3 separate regions of the Mus musculus genome follow, and regions 2 and 3 are each linked to region 1. Evidence: chromatin contacts called from public ChIA-PET and HiChIP or PLAC-seq data. All regions are on one chromosome and are shown on one strand. The core of a region is the stretch at or near the end of the contact, and the rest is flanking DNA. Distances in the headings are between cores, read along the strand shown.

Region 1 (3,894 bases), core at 469-2,968:
TACAAGCTCCTCATCCTCAATGTTGACACTGCTCAGGAGGCTTTTCCCATTGCTCTTTCCAGAGGAAGGATGGGGTTGGTTCTGTGGGGTCAGGTGGATAATGTTAGATGCCAAGCTATCTTTGCTGATAGAGCGAGCTAAGCTGACACTGTCACCAGAACACTGGGATCCATACCACAACTTGCAGCATGATGGAGAGCAAATGATGTTGGCTGTGACACGGGCCTTTTTTTTTTTTTTTTAAATCTGGCCATGCTCCTATTGCACCTCGTGGCTGACCATCAACCCGAATTAAAGAATTCGATCTATGTTGCTAATCAGGGATTTCCTCTGTCTGTGACACTTTTTGCTGTTTCTGTCTCAGTGGCAACAAAGGATGGGACGGACTAAATGTGGAAGATCCTTTCCCAAGACACTCAGGTTCTTCCGAGTGGAGGTGGTACCAATGACTGCCTTCGGCGAGAGGCTGGGTGGATGGTGGCAGGTCAGCGGGGCTCATGGCAGCAGGGCTACCCAGGAAGCTGCGTTTGGTTGCATTGGAGATAGGGACAGGAGGCAGGCTGCTCTTCTGCTGTAACACTGTTTTAGCATCCTTTAGTTCTTGAATACCTCGGGGCTGAACAAAATCTGGTTTGACGTTCTCAAACCACCAGAAGAGCTCAGCGATAAAAACCATAACGTTCGGCTTCAGCACTAGGGGAGGATACAGCAGGGTGAGATAGAAACACTTGTTCAGATGCTCGTTGGAAAACTCCCCCAGAAGGTGGATGTTATAGAGGCTGTCAGCCATTGATAGCACCTCCTTCAGACAGATATCTTTTGATGAGCGGGACTTTCCAGTGCCTGCTGTTTTAATTTAACTTCTTTCTCTGTTATCTCTCTCATTTTAAGATTTACCTTATTGATCCAGAATACCATGGCATCCTCGAGGTCATAAGGAAGTTCTTTTGAGGCACTGAATGTAGAAAAGCGCTTGACACTGGCCACCACCTTCTCAATGCTGATCATCTCCACAGTGTAGGCCATCATCAGAGCATCCACCATTGCCATGTGGCCACTCGTCTTATAGGTGCCTGGCTGAGGTCAGCATCTGTCACAGGGGTATCATCACTCCCCATCACATAGATGCCCTTCCGGAACAGGGCCTGGATGACAGACTGGTGTCCTTGCAAGGTAGCCCCCTGGCCCCCTTTTAGGATGAGGCTGCAGACACAGCAATACAGCTCACTGGACAGGAGAAGCTTGATAACGGGTGGCTTAATGTGCTCTTGCTCATACTGGTCCATGTAAAAGGGGTCTCGGAGATCCTCAGGGATGTTGTCTAGGCCATAGGCCTTCGCACAGATCCACTGCAGGTTGGCAGCGATCTTGGCCAGCGCCATGTCACCAGGTCGACGCCCTCCGGGGGCGCCTCCATCCTCCTCCATCCTTCGGCGGCACAGCGACCGCCCGCGTCCAACGTCTGCAGACAAAGGCCGCGGCGGCCCGGCCGCAACAGAGCCGCCGCCGCCGCCCTCCCGCGCTGCCCGCCCGGGCGCACAGCCCTTAATTCACGGCCGCCGCCACCACCTAGGCTGCTGCAGCCGAGCCGAGGCCGAGAAGGCGCCGAGCGGGCCGGGCAGGCGGCGGCGGGCAAGCGCCGGCCGGCCGTGGAAGGCGCGGGGCAGGCGCGGGGCAAGCGCGGTGCGAGCACGGGCCAGGGACGGCGGTGGAGGCGCGTGCGCGGCCCAGGAGAAGCGGCAGCTGAGGCAGCGGCCAACGGGTGGGAGCTAACGCCTCTATGTGTCTTAATATGTTGCTCAACAAGTACTTGTCAGTATCACCTGCAAATGGTTCTCAAGTCAGCCTGTTGACAACTCTGTATGCTATCACAGGAAATCCTAGAAACAACACCTCAGGTAGCAGGGGGATGTAGAATCTGCTCTCAGGAAGGTGAAATGTTCCCGGAGTGGCACTGGGTTAGGGTATAGCACTGGAGGTGTAGCGAAGGTTCTGAAGGAGCTGTTTGGAGGCTCTAGTTCATAAGCATCATAATACCTGCCAGCTCTAGTCACAGCGAATGGAATCACCTCCATTCAGTGATGATGATAGCAGAAAGACAGGTTCTCTCCTGTAGGAGATTTGGCCTAGGAATCAGATCTCTCCATGGAAAAAAGACAAAGCTTGGAGAAGAAAGGTTAAAAAAAAACAAAACAACAACAACAACAACAACAACAACAACAACAACCCAGCTACACATTCTTTGATCGCCAGTGGTGACCTGCTTGTATGATGTGGTGGTACAATAGTGGCATAAAAGTTGTGAGAGGTTGTGGGAGTAATCAGCGACTGTCCAATTTAATTTAAGGCCCACTCTATGGGACGGAACATACGCCCAACACTGCTCAGATGGCCAAGAACCTAAGATTGTAAGATTGTAAGATTGCAGGCCGTGTGCCTACAAGAAAACCAAATACTGCTAAAGGGACATAGCAATATAATGACTCCTAATGATATTCTACTGTAGTCATAGCTCAGAGACTTAACAATTAGAGGCCCAGAATTGGACACTGTGGGCGGGGAGGGGGAGAGAGAGAATGCAACACTGAATCCTATATGGAATGTCTCTATCAGACCCCTCCCCCCAGGGCTCAGGGAACTCTGTAGAAGAGAAAGGTGGAAAGATTGAAAGAGTCACAACAGATGTATCACACCAAGGAAATGAGGCCTTCTAAACATTGCAGGATCAACACAATATGAACTCACAGAGACTGTAGCAGCATGCACAAGGCCTCACAGGTCCAAGCCAGATGGGATCCCAGCTGTAAAAGATGAAGTCCCATAAGTCTCATCGCTAATCCAGAAGCTATCTCCAATTGATAGCTACTTGCAAAGGAAAAATTAGGTTTCTCTAATGGAGACTCATTGGCTATACAAACTACAATCAAGGGTAGGCCCCATGTCCAGCAGTAGATGGCCAACACAAAATGAACTTAGTAGTATTTATGGAGATTTTCTTTCTCATGTTTTGTTTGGGCTTTTTCTTAAACATTACTGGTCATTTGCTTATATATTATGGTTTTGTATTTTCATAAGTGTGTGTGTGTGTGTGTGTGTGTATGCGCGTGTGCGCGCACATTTATGTGTTTTTTTTTTTTCTTTTTTGTCTTGTTTTAGTCTGGTTTCTTTCATTTGTCTGCTTCTCTTCTAAAGAAAGAGAAAGAAGGCATGGAGTTGGATGGCTGGTGAGCTTGGGAGCATCTAGGAGGAGATGAGGGAGGGGAAACTGTGATCAGAATATATTGTAAGGAAAACATGTTTTTAATTAAAAAATTAGAAGCTGTTCTTTACATGTGATGGAGAACATGAATGTATACCTTCATACATTACTGAGTATGTGATACCTCACTCAGTAAGAATCTTCCCAGTTTCATGTATTTCCCTTAAAATTTCATGGTTTTATTTTTCTTTACAGATGAATACTTATCCATTATATAAACACATCATGTTTCTATTATCAGTTGTCGATCAATTAATTCACATCTCGGGGCCAATTCTGTCTACTGGTTATTGTGAATAGAGCAGCAAAGAGCATACATGAGCAAGTGTCTCTACTAGGATACAGAGTCATTTGGGTGTGTGACCAAAAGTAGAACAATTAGGTCATACTGTAGTTCTATTTTTAGGCCTTTTAAATTTTTACATTAGTTTTCATAGTGATTATACAAGGTGAAGAAGGATTCCTTACTCCCCACATTCTTGCCAATCTGTTATCATCTAATTTCTGAATGATAGCTGCTTTGACTGAGATAGGATGGGATCTCAAGGTAGTTTGTTGATGTTTTACAAAGCATTTACCTGATGGCTAAGCATGTTGAACAGGTTAAAATACGTTGAATGACTATTTATTTCCAT
Region 2 (3,894 bases), core at 668-3,167, 760 kb after region 1:
ATCACGTTGGTGCACTATATGAATGACATTATGCAGACTGAACCAAATTAGCAGGAGATAGGAACCATTTTGGTCTAATTTGTAACATATATGCACATTAGAGCATGGGAAATAAATCCAGCTGAAATTGAAGGGCCTCACCTTCAGTGAAATTCACCTCAATGAAATTCTTATGAGTTCAGTAGTGTGGGACATGCAGAAATATCCCTTCTAAGGTAAAGGATAAATTATTGCAATTAGCTCCTACCACGACCAAGAAAGACTTGTGTTAAGTGAGTCTATTTGAAATCTGGAGAGATGTATGATTGGACCAGAGCAGGTCACGAAGTTATGAGTAAGTTACATGAACAAGTTGCCTGAATGCCTATGGTTTCTACTTCTATCATAGCGCCATCTGGTGGCAGTAATACATAGGGTGCAGAAGCCAGAGAAGGGGATTGATTATTGGCTTGCTTATCATGGCTTACTCAGCCTGCTTTCTTTTCTGCCCTTTTAAAATATTCATTCTTCTCTTATACATTACATCGTAACTAAACTTTCTTCCCTGTCCATTCCTCCCAATCCCCTCTGTCCTCATTCTCTCTCCCTCAGATCCATTCCTCTTCCATTTCCCTTCAGAAAAGAACAGGCATCCCAAGGATATCAACTGATCATGACATAACAAGTTCAAATAAAACTTGGCACAAATCCTTATCTCAAGGCTGGACAAGGCAATCCACTTAATTGATTACGTAGGAAGTGTGTTCTTTTGGTGTCCTTTTCCTCTCTGGCTCATACAACCCCACCCCCATCTCCACCCCCTTCTGCTGTGTTCCCTGAGCTCTGCCTAATGTTTGGCTATGGGTCCCTACATTTGCTTATATCAGTTGCTGGATTAACTCTCTCTGATGATGTTTGGGCTAGGCTAAGTATAGCAAAATATCATTAGGAATTTTATTTTTCTTTTGTCAGTTGCGTTTGATTCTATCTTTAGTCTCTGTGCTATCCAGCTTCTGGTTCCAGGCTATCCAGATACTGTGAGGCATGGGTTACCTCTTGTGGTGTTGACCAGTCGTCATTGGCTGGGCACATCCAAAAGCCCTGCTTCACCATTGTTTCAGTGCATCTTGCAGGCGGGGAAGGAGTGGGTCATAGATTTTAGGGCTGGGTTACTGTCCCAGTCCTACCAGTAGGAGTCTAGCCTGTTTACAGAAGACAGTTGGTTCAGGCTCTGCATTGTCTATTACTAGGAGCCTGGCCCAAGGTCACTATTAGTATAGGGAATCTATTCTTTCCATTTGAAAACTCCAACACACACTCAAAATTACTGATGTATCTATCTTATCACTTGGAAATAACTCTCATACTCCCTAAGAACCAAATAAAATGAAAACCTTTACACTTTTATGGACATAAGGTTAGAAACAAGGAGAAATAGCTCTTTTCTCTCTTTGAGACATCCCACATTTCTACCTGTCTGTCTTCCCCTTTCCTAGATGTCCTATGCCTCCATCTGTCCCCTCCTCCTTGACAGTCTTGCCTGCTTCTAATCACAGCTCCAAACTTTCCCCTTGCACTTTCTGCTTTCGGGCCATTCAAACTTCTGCCACAGATCTGTAGGAACACCGTGGCTGACTGCTGGGCACTTTGCACCCCGCCCAACCCTAATCCTCAACAGCAAATTACCTCTGGCTAGCCCTGTTCCTACAGTGAGTGAGAGTGCACTGTCAGTACAGCCAGCCCTGCCCTACAACAGGTGTTGCGCTGCGATCTGAGTAAAGCCTTGTGCTCCACCGCCGGTGGCTTGAAACCTCCACAGGCATAGCAGTAACTGTGTGGCCACTTCTCTTCCTCTGAGGCACTGGAGCTACAGATCACACCTCTCAGGCCAGATCATTTTGAGCTATCAATGCAGGCCACGCCCACATCCCTCTTTCCAATCTCCATGACCATGGCCAGTCAGGTCCCTTGCTGCTATAAAATGCCCCACTGCCACCTTCAGTTGTTAACAGCAACCGCCTGCTTTTACCGCCAGCTCTGAAACCAGATTGCTTCCTTTTCCGATTCCCTCTCCAAACCTGAATTCCTCTCCAAGTCTCTGGTGCTCGATAAGCAAGGTGGGTTCTGCCTCTCCAACCGCCCTTAGCAAAGTTACCCAAACAAATCTTCCACCTATCTCCTCTGCTGTTTTGGCCCTTTCCTGCCACTCTCCACTTTCCTCAGTCCCGAAGCCCCACCCCTTCCGACTGCTCGGGGAGTTTGTTCAGATTGCATCAATCTGCACAACCTCCTCCTCTCTCTCTTGCTGCTGCCACTCAAAAGGCTCACTGTGGCTGCCACTCAAAAGGATCACTGTAGTCCCTGCTGTCCCTGCCCACCCTATCTGCAACTCCTTGTCAATGTCTCCTTTAGAATCTGACGGCAGCTCCCCTTCTTTCAGTCGTTTCCATACTCATTTTTGTGAGAGACTGCCTTTGCCCCAATTCTAACCCTTGGGAAAGTGACTGGCGTGGATAGGTCTGTTCCTTTCCTGTGTCCTGTTCTCTTTTGATGAATTTGCCCTATAGCATTACCTTCTTTGTCCTCTATATACTCCTTTCTATTAACCTCCTCCTCCTCCTCCTCCTCCTCCCCCTCCTCCTCCTCCTCCTCCTCCTCCTCCTCCTCCTCCTCCTCCTCCAGGAACCTGGGACAAAGGACTGCTGTGCATATTTTACATATCAAAGCAGACCTGGCCTCCAGGTTCTTCCTTCAAGGCCGGCCTCTACTTAGCACACCCTGCCCCCAACTCAGAACTTTCCAGCCCAAGGGCTAGGCTGCCCTTTCCTCTGAGGCTCCTCCCTATAAAATCTAGACATTCAGGGCGCTTGCACTCCCTCCCCCTCCTTTCTCTTCCCCTCCTCCCTCTTCCCTCCTCTTTCTCCTCTCTTCTCTTTTTTCTGAGTTCACACTCTTTCTCTCCTTCTCTCTCCCTCCCCTCCTCCTCTTCCCCATGGCGACTTCTTTGGCCTTGGTCTTTGGAGCCAGGGAACAGCTTCCCAATAAACCTACCTTTAATATAATCTAATTAGGTTTAAATTGGTTCATTTCACAGGCTTCAAAGAAATAACCTGTCAGTGTGTTTGGGAAAAAGCTTATGACCATACAACTCACCCCATAGGAGCTGCAGCAGTTCCTGATGTAGATTCTACTGAAATTGTAACAACAGACATAACTGCCAGGACAGAGACTGGATCATCACTTGTCTCCTCCCTGACCTGAGGGAGGAGACAAAAAGCTGTGTAAAGATTGTATTTCAACCTTGCAAATGCTAATTCCTATACATGGCAGACTTTGGTATTGTTATTTTTATGTAGCATCAGTGTTTTGTAAATATTCTTCTCAGATTGTAAACATTCACCTTCAGATTGGTCAATAAAAAGTTGGTCTGACAATTAACTGGGCTGAAGTGACTAGGATGGGATTTGGGACTTCCAGATTAGGGAGGGGGTGGGGGGTGGGGAGAGACAGACATGGAGGGAGAGAGGGGGAGGGGAAGAGGGGGTTATAACGGAAAAGGGAAAGAGGGAGAGGGGGAGAGGGAAGGAAGAAGAGGGGAAGAGGACCACAGGAGGAGGACTGTATGGAGAGAGAGACACCAGGAGGATTCCCCATGAGTTCAAGATGATAATGAAAGACCTCTGAAGGGAGACTCTCACTCAAGTCTCGGGATAATAGTGGACCCCCAAGAACTCACAAGAGACAAAACTTGATGCAAACCACGCGAGGCTTTATTCGAGGAAAGCCAGAGCTCTGGGGACGACTTGTATCCCACGCAGGAGTAGAGGAGTCGACCCCGAGGGGAAAGGGGCCCCAGTTTTTATAGGTCTTCAAGGGGGATAGGAGAAGGAGGGAGTAGGGGATTTCCAGATCTAA
Region 3 (3,894 bases), core at 477-2,976, 710 kb after region 1:
TTTCAGATTCCGAGCTTCTGCATTTGTTTTACCCGAAATATAGAATGCCAGCAATATTTTTGTTCATGTCTTTTTTTTTGTATAAAATGTTGGAAAAGCATTACTAAATTCTTAGTGGATAATGGAAGTACAAGTTTCTCTTAGATTTTATCTTAATGGAGCATAGAAGGTAGAAGCAAACTTAGATTAATTTGGTGGAACGTTTTTCTTACTGTATATTACTAAGCAATAGCAGTTTGATATTAACTTTTTAATTTTAACTTTAAGTGGTACTTGAAATAAAAGTAACTGGATGTGCCCTCCTATATCTGTAAAAAGACCAGGAGAACAAAGTCAAGACTACTTTAAAACAATTTCATCTACTGACAGCTGCAGATTTAAAGGTGCCATTTTCTGGCAGGTAGAGGAAGACGAGCCCACATTTTCTATTCACCAGCTTCAAGTATAGGTGACTGTCTACAGTGCAGCTTTAACTCGAACAAGCTTTAAACCAAATACTTTCATTATTATTTTGTTATACTTTATTACATATTTTTTATATTATTATTTTATTAAGAGGTTGAACAAATCTTTTACTGTCTAGAATATATGTCGGTCATATTTATTACCCCCTCACCTGTCTGACTTCCTTCCGAGCACTTTTAGGCTGAACTTCTCCCACATATATTAACTCCTTTGGAAACTAAAGTTTTAATCTAATTTTGGGAGGAGGGTTTGTTTTTTAAATGAATCTTCAATTTTCCGGTTTATAGTATTAGGAATATTAAGGAATGTTAAACCGAGGTTTCAGTTTTCAGATAAAAAGCTAACCAGTGTATCTGTAAGGAAACAGAAAGGAAGAGCTTGCATTGCCTCCCTTTGCTCACTTGTAAAAACAGTATTTCAGGTTAGTCGGACAGTGACTGCATAATGCAAATATCTAATAATTTTTTGTACTATTTGAATATCTAAATTTGCTCATTTGTAGTTGTTTTTATTTATTTTTTTTGTTTTTTGGTTTTTGTTTTTTTTTTTCGAGACAGGGTTTCTCTGTAGCCCTGGCTGTAATGGAACTCACTCTGTAGACCAGGCTGGCCTCGAACTCAGAAATTCGCCTGCCTCTGCCTCTGGAGTGCTGGGATTAAAGGCGTGTGCCACTACACCCGGCTGACTTTTTCTTAAAGTGGTTAATAAAGATAAGACTGATACTCAATGTATTGTGACAGACACTAGAGAACTCTTTCAGTTACAGATTCTGTAAGGGAAATTAGTGAACTCGGCAGGGTAGCACACATCTTTAATCCCAGCACTCCAGAGGCAGAAGCAGAAGACTCAGGGAAAGTTGGGGCTATATAGAGAAACTCTCTCTCCAAAACAAGAACAAGAAAACACAACCTTCATAGGAAGAAGCCATACAGATTACAGTAAAAGAATGTAGAGCACAAAACCTGTTGGGTTCCATTTTAGACGATGAAGAGAGCTTGATTGTCAACTGCAGTCATAAGCTCTCTCCCCCAGCCCTTTTCATGCGAGGTCTTTCAGCCATCATCTTGTGTAAAAAAAAGTATGGTGTGAAAAGCATGAAGTTGACTGGAACTCTTAACTGCACTTCTGAGAACCACGAGACTTTGAATAAAGTGAACCTGGTAAGGTAAAGACACCTCACTTGGGTATGGGCAATGCATATTTCCTCTTGCTATTCAGGAAGCTGGGGCAGGAAAACCACAAGTTAGCGACTAGCTTGGGCTACATGGTGATTTGAAGGCCAGTCTGAGTAAGCAAGTTAGTAAACAGAGGGCTGGAGGCGCAGAGGCTGACTAGGGCACAGTCTGGTTCTAATTTCAGAAGGACAAAGCAACAGCACTGCACCTTAAACTTGGGGCTATGTGATCATTTTGACCATAGCGACTTGCCCAAAATCCTGTCTTTGTATATGTGTAGGTTTTAGCTTTAATCCGTTTTTACATTTGTGCTCACTTCTTCCTTTTCATAGAAAATAGGTGCTGTAAACAGGTTTCCATTCCACTGTAAAATCCAGGTGGTAGCCGTTTGCATATTTCTTGCCCCTTTTTAATGCTGTTGATACATAATTGCACAGAAATTAGAGTTCTGGGGCATATCATTAGTATTTTTGTAAAAAATGCTTATATAATTACAGGTCCTTTTGGAATAAATCATGGGATTGAACTTCATTCAGATGTGGTGGAGTATGCCAAGGAAAAACTGGAGAGCTTCATCAAAAATAGTGATAGCTTTGATAAGTAAGTATTTATACCTGTAGTTTGGGTGTGAGACCAATTAATGAATATGTATAGTATGCCTATTCTTAAACAGTATCAGATCACTAATCCTGGCTAAGTGAATATAGTAGCGATCCCTGCTATACAGTAAGAAACACCATGTAATTTTTTATTAAATTATAGATAAATGTGTGATTACTGATCTTTTACTTATTAAATGTCAAACTTTTGGATAGAAAACAAGATGTTTGTGCTCACAGTACGTTTCTGTACCTGGTTTTGGCCTTTTGGTTGGTAGTTTAACAGTCTGTCTTCTGTTTGTCTATAATTTATATGCCAGCAGACAGAGGTCCTTCTTACTCCATAATAAATCTAGTAGAAATTACTGTATAAATACATTTGTATGTGTCATGTGGGGTTGTGTCTGGGAAATGTTTTATAGAATTGTTTACTTCTATCCAGGTTTCTTTTTTCCAAAATGTATTGCATAGGTGTTGATCCTTGACCCGCAGCAAAAGTGAAGATTTGGGCTATAATCACGTTGAAATTCTGCCTTGACAGTTTTGTGGAACAAGGGCTCTTTTGGTTGAATTTGAAATAACTCCTATGACTTGAAATAGCCTGCTGTATGTAGGGCTGTAGTGTAACTATTTCTGTAGAGCGCATGGTAGTTCCAATAGACAAAGCCTTTAAAGGGGCCAGAAGCATAGGCATACCACACAGTTACCATACAACAAGGTTTCAGTGTAGAACCTGACCCAGGCTCCAGGCGCGGCTTCTTAGCAGGGGCCTCTCACTTATCCCTAGCTCTGGCTCCAAATGCCAGGGGGAAAAACTGTAGGGGATCTGGGCCACTACCCAAGGTTTCATCTCAAGAGCACAAACATAGAGGAGAGTTCCAGAATGTATTTGAGTATCTTCCTTTTCTGCTTTTTTGCTCTCTTCCTTCTCCAGATGCCCTTGCATTTTTGTTGTCTTCTCTTTTGTGAGTTCGTATCTATCCTAGTGTGAAAAACGCTTGGACTGGTTGAAGACAACAAAACTGAGCCCCACCGCACTGCCTCAGCTCCTGCAGTAGTCTAGCAGAGGCTTTGTGCAACACATTATAGCTGGATCGTTAAGCACTTCAGGCAGGATTGAGGGAGTTGAGGCGCTCAGGTTATTTTTGTCTATAATATACAAAATAGATTTAAGTTGGCCAGGTAAATTATCGATTTTTGAACAACTTTTCTCTTTAGATTTATTTTATTTGTATGAGTGTTTTGCCTACGTGTCTGTGAGTACAGCCACATACATGTCTGGTGGATACAGAGTTCAGGAGAGGGCATTTGATCCCTTGCACTGGAGTTATAGACAATTTGAGAGGTGCCATGTGGGCACTGGAAGTCTTTCCAGCCCCAGAATAACTTTTCTTTAGGAGTAATTAACACCTAATTTATACTCTCGGTTATTTTCAATTGCCTACTGCATTTATTCCAAAATAGAAACACATTTAACAGAAATCAAAGTCATTAGCTCAAGTTATTTAACAAGAAGTTGATATTAAACTTTAGCATCTGTTTTTGTCTTCATCATTTTTCTCCTGTCTAATGACTAATGTGGTTGCTGAGTTTTGAGATGTGGGCAAGATTAATTTTTATTTAGTTATTGGGTTTTTTTTAATTATTGGATTTTC

What was found. ChIA-PET counts read pairs in DNA pulled down with a chosen protein or histone mark. HiChIP or PLAC-seq counts read pairs in DNA pulled down with a chosen protein or histone mark.
Region 2: a contact with region 1 is called in an H3K4me3 HiChIP or PLAC-seq map of craniofacial prominence, with 6 times the contacts expected there. The contact joins two enhancer-like sites. A contact is called at or near these places in 1 of 115 datasets of contacts at active chromatin or transcription factors (craniofacial prominence) and 1 of 9 other capture datasets (embryonic stem cells).
Region 3: a contact with region 1 is called in an RNA polymerase II ChIA-PET map of memory CD8 T cells, with 5 read pairs. The contact joins two enhancer-like sites. A contact is called at or near these places in 3 of 115 datasets of contacts at active chromatin or transcription factors (embryonic stem cells, memory CD8 T cells and pancreatic cancer cells) and 1 of 9 other capture datasets (embryonic stem cells).

Annotation. Positions count from the first base shown.
Region 1 is chr1:6,439,838-6,443,731 of GRCm38.p6, forward strand. It overlaps the pseudogene Gm19026. Among named protein-coding and RNA genes, the nearest start is that of Alkal1, 82 kb to the left of the region's middle. Within about 2 kb of position 1,719, at least 78 of the 459 cell types and tissues checked have an H3K27ac peak or open chromatin away from gene starts, as enhancers often do. A contact at or near this core is called in craniofacial prominence and memory CD8 T cells, where this site is marked.
Region 2 is chr1:7,204,559-7,208,452 of GRCm38.p6, forward strand. No RefSeq gene overlaps it. Among named protein-coding and RNA genes, the nearest start is that of Gm23274, 59 kb to the right of the region's middle. Within about 2 kb of position 1,918, at least 98 of the 459 cell types and tissues checked have an H3K27ac peak or open chromatin away from gene starts, as enhancers often do. A contact at or near this core is called in craniofacial prominence, where this site is marked.
Region 3 is chr1:7,145,500-7,149,393 of GRCm38.p6, forward strand. It overlaps Pcmtd1 (protein-L-isoaspartate (D-aspartate) O-methyltransferase domain containing 1), which reads left to right. Exons shown (of 6, transcript NM_183028.3): 3 at 2,138-2,240. Among named protein-coding and RNA genes, the nearest start is that of Pcmtd1, 59 kb to the left of the region's middle. Within about 2 kb of position 1,727, at least 23 of the 459 cell types and tissues checked have an H3K27ac peak or open chromatin away from gene starts, as enhancers often do. A contact at or near this core is called in memory CD8 T cells, where this site is marked.